Regions from separate parts of the Pan troglodytes genome. Here region 2 is linked to region 1. Evidence: chromatin contacts called from public HiChIP or PLAC-seq data. All regions are on one chromosome and are shown on one strand. The core of a region is the stretch at or near the end of the contact, and the rest is flanking DNA. Distances in the headings are between cores, read along the strand shown.

Region 1 (4,171 bases), core at 1,056-3,555:
TTCTACTACATATATCATTCCTGGCCAGAAAAAGAGGCCAAAGATTGGAGAAGATTGCTCTAACAGTGCTGGTCACTGCCAAGCTACCAGCCAAGAATAAGAGCACTTGCAGTATTAAGAATGAACAGAGTCATATCTAAGGCAATTTCTACATTTCAGGCTTCTTTGCCTGCCTCAGGAGAATAGAAACAATGATGAATAAGAGACCTTGGAAGGGTCACAATGTCCACCATCACAAAACCTTGTAGCAAACTGTGATTCAACACAACTTCTGCTGAAATATACAGGAAAGCTCTTCACCTTCTTACCAAATCTACTCAAAGTTCTGCTAAGGAACACAGGGCTGAACTAAGTCCTCCCAGAACCCTGCCATTTGTACAGTGGCATTCTAAATCATTCTTCATGGGATTTACTCATCACTGAAGAGATACAGGCAAAGCAATACAATGCTGTGGTCTCAAATGCCTCTCCCTGTAACAACCTTGTACCTCACAACCCTATTGTGTTTACAGGCTACTAATAAGACACAAAATCTGATCTGATCCTGTGGGAGTAAAGCCCTGGATTCCCTCAAGGGATTAAATAAATGTCGTCTACTTCTGGATTCCCAAAGTTGTGGGGTTTATTTAGTTGAAAAAGCATAAGGACCAAAACCCAGACAAGTGAAGCTATGGAAAGGAACTTTGCCTCTGAGGATCATCTGCAGCTGAGTGGGATGTGGCTCTTGGCATACAGTGAATGAGATAAGCAATGCTGAAGGGCCATCCAGAACTGTTTTGCTGACAGATATCTGGCTTCTTGCATGTTATTCCTAAGAAGCCAAAAGGCTCCAGTTAGCCTCTTGAAGAGACAAAAAAAATTTGTTTTCACCGTAGGCAAGAGCAATTACCAAGCCAGTAACTCTGACTAGGTGTTTTAGCATATTTCTTTCTGCCACTACAGTCTTACATAACCCCAGCTGTTACGTTAACACCTGCAGCTACATTAGTCACAGCTTAGCCCTTCACAAGGTATGTGTTCCTACTGTCCTCTCCCAAGAAGGGAAACTGAGTCATAGCATATCAACTGGCTTCCCAAGCACATGCTTAGTGTATAGTGAGGCCACAATTGAACCCAGGTGGTCTTCCTACTATTCACCTCTTCTCATGGATGAATCTCAGCATGCTCACCCCTGCTGCTCTTTTTCCTTCAACCTAAAACCAAATCATTGCCTGCAGAGATCACATGTGATCCTTTAGAGTCAACAAGGGCTTCTAGTTATCTTTCCCAAGAAACAGGAAGGTTAACGAGGAACATGGAGCAGGAGAGGGTGGGTTTGGAAAGAGGTGGATCCCAACAGGACTCACCTTGGAGCTGAGGTCCTCTCGTCGGTTTCCTGCCTTACTCCTGCGCAGTTTGATGGATGGAGATCTCAACAGATTCTTGATCCGGCTGGTAATGGTTGACCCTTCCACAGCCATTATGACGAGAAACCCTTTGGGACAGTCCCCGGCCCAGTCCTGGGTCTTGTCTCAACAGCGGCACTGTCTTCCCACTCCACAGGGCTTCCCAGTATGCCCTCTCACTGACCTGAGATGGCAGAAGCCACCTTAGTATCACAGTGTCTTACCTTCTGCCTAGCGAAGTCTGCAGCTTTTACCTCTGGGTATTGCTCTCACCATTTCCCTCATCCCCACCTTCTAGCCCTGCACAGTTTCTTACAACGTCGGAAGGAAAGGCTCACGAAAAAGGGGGGGGGAAATCCTAAGCCACGAAGAAATGCCAGGCCCACGCCCGCCAGAGGCGTTTAACTGGCGAGATGGATGGGATGGGCCCCAGTTGGTCTCGTGGACGATCTGGTTCCCGTTAATGCCCAACTGTTCCCATGGCAACTGTAGTGTCCAAGGGAGGAGGCCGCCGATACCACCAGGGATTTCCGCAGGCCTGGACACCTGCGCTAGCGCCGGCGGGGACTCGGCGCGGCGGGGCTCGCCGTAGCCCACAACTCGTTCTGCCACGGGAGCCTCCCTCCCCCACTCCCTATCCTCCAGAGCTCGCTCTCCGCCCTCCACAGCGGCTCTGGACCTTTATCTTTCACCCGCCTCTGAGGCCCCTGCTACTCGTCAGCGCCCCCGTTCGGGCCCAGCCTCACCAGCCTCGGTGAGCTAAGGCCACCCTGCTCACAGCGCCCTCGGGCATCGCGTTCGGCAATTTCTGCTCCGCCGCGGTAGCCGCAGCGGCAGAGGCAGCAGCAGGAGCTATGGTGGCACGATCGGCTCAAAACGCGAACTACCGCCTGGGCCAAGCAGCGGGCTGGGTGGGCGGAGCCGACGCGAGGGGCGCGGCCTGTAGTCAGGAGAGCGCTTCCAGAGTGGACGAGCAAGGTTTACGGGGGCGGAGCCAATGAAAGGGCCCAGGAAGCAGACGGCTTGGGACTAGGGAACCACGGAATCCGCACAATTGCGGGTACCGCTTTTAGAGGAAGGTCAACAGAACATGGCTTCAGAATTGAGAGAACCAAGCCTTTTATGGTATTATCAGGCCTGGTCCCCCATGGAACTGCACTTCCCAGAGCCCCAAGACGATAACCACGCCTCCAGGGTGTTAAGGTTGTCATCTGATAGGCCCGAGGGACCGTAGCTGAAACTCCTAGCTCAGAATTACAAGACTGAGCTACAGCCTAAAAGCTCTGCTCCCAGCGACCACAAGTGTTGAGATTTAAAGCGACTGAAGTAGTTTCTGCTCGCAGCCAGTCCGGCACGTAGACTCAACGTGGAAAGGATTATTCTGAGTAATGCAATTTAATAGCTAAGAAGAGTATTTTTGCACTGGGCAACCTGGTCATCATGAAAGGGGAAAGGGTGGCCTTGAACAGAGCTTTGGGCGTGCGGGGGAAAGAGAAGAGAAGTGCATATGCTATGTTATAATACTTTAGGTTTCATGGCTTCTTTAGCCTCCAACATCCCATTGTGCTTCCTCACCTAAAGCTGACCAGGACTTCGTTGCTCTAGATCTTTTCCTCGTTCCATTTACTTATGAATCCTTTTATCTAGGGCTGTTCCTTGCTGAGGTCACTGTCGAGCTTGCTGATATAGATCGAGGGGTAGTTTTTCTAACTCATGTCGGGGGAGGCAGAGGGAATACACGGAAATGTTACATGAAATAGTATTTCCTGAGTATTCTCCACTTGACTACTACCACAAGAAATTACCTTATGAAAAAGCCTAAGCCAGAGACTTGGGTCCCAAGGGAATAGTACACTGGTGTGTCCGTCTCACCCTATCCAGATCTTTTGAATACCTGTGGAGATGACATGTGTCTGCAAGAGGGAAGAACCTCTAACAAATTATTATACCTTATGAAAAAGCCTAAGCCAAAGACAAGGGACCCAAGGGAGTACTACACTGGTGTGTCTGTCTCACCCTATCCAGATCTTTTGAAACCCTGTGGAGATGACATGTGATAACAAGAGGGAAGAACCCCTAAACTCATTGCTTGTGTACAACGGTGAGCCTTTAGAGCCAAGTGGCAAAGCACATATTTGCTTGTGTATACTGTAGCCACGTACTGAAAATTAGATTTGTAAAGCTCACAAGTTGACATGGAGATGATGGATGTCACCTCCTGGAGACCAACTGGCAATAGCACGTGGCCTTCTTCCCTTCAACCATGCACTGCAAATATTATGAAACATAAAATACGATTTTCAAATTTATTTCCCAAGTCTGGAAGAAGAAGGCAAGAACCATTAGCTACAATATGCAAGAGGTAGTTGGTTCCCTCAACCTCTTGCTAGTTACATGATGGGACCTCTCCATGGGATTGAAAGCTAATAAATGGTGCCACCTGGTGTCTTTACTTGCATGCTGCAGACCACGGCAGATGCCATCTCCACCCATGAAACTAGAGTAAAAATGTGCCCACAAGAGCCGTCCCTAATCCTCTCCAGATCATTCTGGTGTCCGCTAACGGTTTTCTCACCTGATCACTCATGGCCAGATAAATGGTTTACAAAGTATCACTGGTCATTTCTTTCATGAAAAACAACTGAAAGCATTTTAATGAGGATTTCTTAAGTCTGGAATCTGGGTACTTCCAGTCTTAGGCCAAAGCCACGCTTTTTTTTTTTTAACAGAGTCTTGCTCTGTCCCCAGACTGGACTGCAGTGGCGATCTCAGCTCACTGCAACCTC
Region 2 (4,171 bases), core at 1,172-3,671, 230 kb after region 1:
TTGGCTCCAGTTCCTCTCCCTCATCCCGCTGCCTCCATAACTTCTGACCAGGTCTAGTACTATTTTGGACCTCAAGATGACTAAATCCTAGTAGCCGAAATTTACATCTGTAGTTGAAGCCAAAAGGATTATAGATCTGCTATAGTGCGGGACCAGCAGCATCACCTAGAAACTTGGTAGAAATACAAATTTTGGGGCTCTATTAGAAACCTACTGAATCGGCTGGGCACGGTGGCTCACGCCTGTAATCCCAGCACTTTGGGAGGCCAAGGCGGGCAGATCACGAGGTCAGAAGATCGAGGCCATCCTGGCTAACACGGTGAAACCCTGTCTCTACTAAAAATACAAAAAAGTAGCCCGGCATGGTGACAGGTGCCTGTAGTCCCAGCTACTCAGGAGGCTGAGGCAGGAGAATGGTGTCAACCCGGGAGGTGCAGGTTGCAGTTAGCTGAGACTGCACCAGTGCACTCCAGCCTGGGTGACAGAGCGAGACTCTGTCACAAAAAAAAAGGAAACCTACTGAAACAGGCCAGGTGCAGTAGCTCAAGCCTGTAATCCCAGCACTTTAGGAAGCTGACGTAGGTGGATCACCTGAGGTCAGGAGCTCGACACCAGCCTGGCCAACATGGTGAAACCCCGTCTCTACTAAAAATACAAAAATTAGCTGGGCATGGTGGCGGGCGCCTGTAATCCCAGCTACTCGGGAGGCTGAGGCAGGAGAATCACTTGAACCCAGGAGGAGGTTGCAGTGTGCCGAGATCATGCTATTGCACTCCAGCCTGGGCGACAAGAGCAAGACTCCGTCTTAAAAAAAAAAAAAAAGAAAGAAAGAAAAAGAAAAACCTACTGAATCAGAAACTCAGAGGTTGAGGCCCAGCAATCTGTTTCGTTTTGTTTGAAACAGAGTCTGGCTCTGTGGCCCAATCTGGAGTGCAGTGGTTCCATCTTGGCTCACTGCAACCTCCGCTTCCCAGGTTCAAGTGATTCTCCTGGCTCAGCCTCTTGAGTAGCTGGGACTACAGGTGGACACCACCATGCCCTGCTAATTTTTGTGTTTTTAGTAGAGATGGGGTTTCACCATGTTGGTCAGGCTGGTCTCGAACTCCTGACCTCAGGTAGATCTGCCAGCTTCAGCCTCCCAAAGTACTGGGATTATAGGCATGTGCCACTGTGCCTGGCCCCAGCAATCTGGTTTAACAAGACTTCCAGTTGATTCTGGTGCCTGCTAAAGTTGGAAAGCCACTGGACTAACATTGGCTGCCCCATGAAGTCCTTCGGTCTAGAAATGATTTACTTAAGGTCCTACTATGTGCATGGCAACACGTTGGGTGCTCAGTATTTAGATGCAAAGTACAAGGTCTGGTGCCCACAAGGAACTGACAGTCTATTCAAGGGAACAGGACATATGCCTGTGAAAAGGTAACCGGTGACAGTTGGTAGTTGGCAGTGTGTTCTTAGCATACAACACAACTGGTGCAGGCGGTAAGAGTCCAGGTGAATCCAAGGAAAGTTTGGTGAGTAGGCGTGGCTGGCAGAGGTTTTAGAGTTGACGCCAGCTAGGCCTTAAAGAGTTATCCTTTGGAGACAGGGGTGGCAGGGAAAAGAGGGAGGATTTCCAAGAAGGGAGAGTGGGATGAACAAAGGCAAGATTCTGGAGAAGATGATAACCTTGCTAGCAAGGAAGTTTTATTCCCTCTCTTCTCACCACCACTATTTCTGCAGTGCACACTGGCAGTGTTCTTTCCTTGGGCCTTTTTCATGGTTACCTTCTAGCTCGTCCATAAACACATTTGTCACGTTGGGGTGTGTGTGTGTGTCCACGTTTCTGTGTGCTGCCGTGGGCATGGGTGCTGGGATGTGGGATGTGGTAACACTGGCTGGTGAGTGCAGAGGGACGTCTGAGGAACGCTGTGTCCCTGCCAGGGGTGTCGTATGTGCAGAAGGGGCTGTGCCTGCTGTACATCAGAAGGATGTGTGGGCCAGGCGCGGTGGCACATCCTGTAATCACAGCACTTTGGGGGGCCGAGGCGGGTGGATTACCTAAGGTCGGGAGTTCGAGACCAGCTTGGCCAACATGGTGAAACCCCGTCTCTACTAAAAATACAAAAATTAGCCAGACGTGGTGGCGGGCACCTGTAATCCCAGCTACTCGGGAGGCTGAGGCACAAGAATCGCTTGAGCCCGGGAGGCGGAGGTTGCAGTGAGCCGAGATTGCGCCACAGCACTCCAGCCTGTGCGACAGAGCAAGACTCTGTCTCAAAAAAAAAAAAAAAAAAAAGGATGTGTGTTCTGGGTGATGGTATAGAGCTTACGTGGGGGTAATAAACCGCCAGCCGTGCAGCACCGCGCTCACCAGTCCGCTGCACTGAACAAGCAAAGCCCAGAATGCTTCGAGATAAGCCCGGGAGAGGCGGGGCTGGCCTGCGGGGCGGAAGCTGGAATCTGGCGGAGGCGGAAACGCGATCTCTGCGGGGCAAGATGGCGGCGACCAGACAGGCCTGGAGCACGTAGGTGGCGGGGCTGGAGGGACGGATTTCAGGTGATCTGGGAGGAGGACCCAGGGTAGCGTGTCCAGTTTCTTTGTTGGAACCTGCCTGCGGGCCTTTGGTCTGTAAGGGAGCAACTGTGGCCTCCTCTGTGCATAGATCTCGGGCATGGCCCTTCAACGGGCGGCGAAAGCTGCGACTCGGTGATTCCTCATTGTAGAGTTGGGTGGTCCAGGAGGCTTAACTGGAGCCCTTGACCTGAGCGGTAAGGGCAGTCACGTGTCCCGAGTCGGGATTGGATCCTGGCTCTGGAGGATAGGCTGCAATGTAAGAGCCCCAGAGACTCCTCAGAGGCCAACATAAACCCAGAGGTCCATTGTTAGGACTACTTTTTTTTACGAGTTACTCTTTAGGCATTACTCTTTAGGATTACAGGCGTGAGCCACCGCGCCCGGCCAACCCATTCTTATTCTATTAATAACTGAAAATGTTATCACTTCTAGCACTGATTGGTTCTGGACAAATCTGCGCTGGATTTGTGGGGAAACACACTGGTGGCTTTACTTAGGACTAAAATAATTGTTACTGAGGTTTATTTATATAAGTAACAGGCACTGGGCTAGGCGTTTTGCGTGTATAGTCATTTAAATCCTCACACATTTCCTATTATATAGGACCTGTTACTCACATTTTACAGTTGTGGAAACGGGACTTAAGACAGCATAGAGGCCGCGCACGGTGGCTCACGCCTGTAATCCCAGCACTTTGGGAGGCCGAGGCGGGCGGGTCACCTGAGGTCAGGAGTTCGAGACCAGTCTGGCCAACATGGTGAAACCCCGTCTCTACTAAAAAAATACAAAAAATTAGCCGGGCGTGGTGGCAGGCGCCTGTAATCCCAGCTACTCGGGAGCCTGAGGCAGGAGAATCACTTGAACCCAGGAGGCGGAGGTTGCAGTGTGCCGAGATCGTGCTATTGCACTCTAGCCTGGGCAACAAGAGGGAGAATCTGTCTCAAAAAAAAAAAAGGACAGCATTGATAACTTGCCTAATTTCGCACATTTAGTGCATTTAGTAAGTAGCGGAACTGGTATTTGACTTCTGGCCTATTGATTCCAAAACTGGTGCCCATAACCCCCTGGCTCTCTTTGTGATGTAGGTATGGCGCACCTTGTGAAGTGAGCTGGACTTTGCTTTTGGATCACATGAATCCATGGATAAGTAGGAATTGTTTCTGCTTATGTAGACTCTTACAGGAGTGAATTGTTAACATACTATGGATTCTCAGTTCATCTAGTTCAGCCTTCCTTAGGGCCTTTGGGTAGGCACTGGGGTAGGAGACTTTTTCCTTGTTTGTTGGCCAGACTGCCCAACAATTAGATATGGTTATCTGCCCTTTGGCTATATAAATAATAAGAATCATAACTGGCGTTTGTGTCCTTTCATGTATGAGACTCTGTTCTAATCTTCTTACATATATATAATTAATTCAGGAGGTAGGTACAGTTATCTTCATGTTACAGATGAGGAAACAAGCACAGTAACTTCAGTAAAATACCTTGCTTAAGCTTACACAGTTAGTAAATGGCAGAGCCTGGATTTGAACACAGGCAGTCCATTTTCATACTGTTTACCTCCCATCCAGGAAAAGGCACATCTGTATACTTCGCTGTTGTCATGCTACAAAT

Evidence for each region. HiChIP or PLAC-seq counts read pairs in DNA pulled down with a chosen protein or histone mark.
Region 2: a contact with region 1 is called in an H3K4me3 HiChIP or PLAC-seq map of stem cell-derived excitatory neurons, with 2.6 times the contacts expected there. The contact joins the promoter of RPAP1 here to the promoter of MAPKBP1 in region 1.

Annotation. Positions count from the first base shown.
Region 1 is chr16:33,739,623-33,743,793 of NHGRI_mPanTro3-v2.0_pri, reverse strand. It overlaps MAPKBP1 (mitogen-activated protein kinase binding protein 1), which reads right to left and starts at 2,305. Exons shown (of 31, transcript XM_063794778.1): 1 at 2,132-2,305; 2 at 1,347-1,569. The coding sequence starts at 1,460.
Region 2 is chr16:33,510,294-33,514,464 of NHGRI_mPanTro3-v2.0_pri, reverse strand. RPAP1 (RNA polymerase II associated protein 1) reads left to right here and starts at 2,421. Exons shown (of 25, transcript XR_010151354.1): 1 at 2,421-2,507.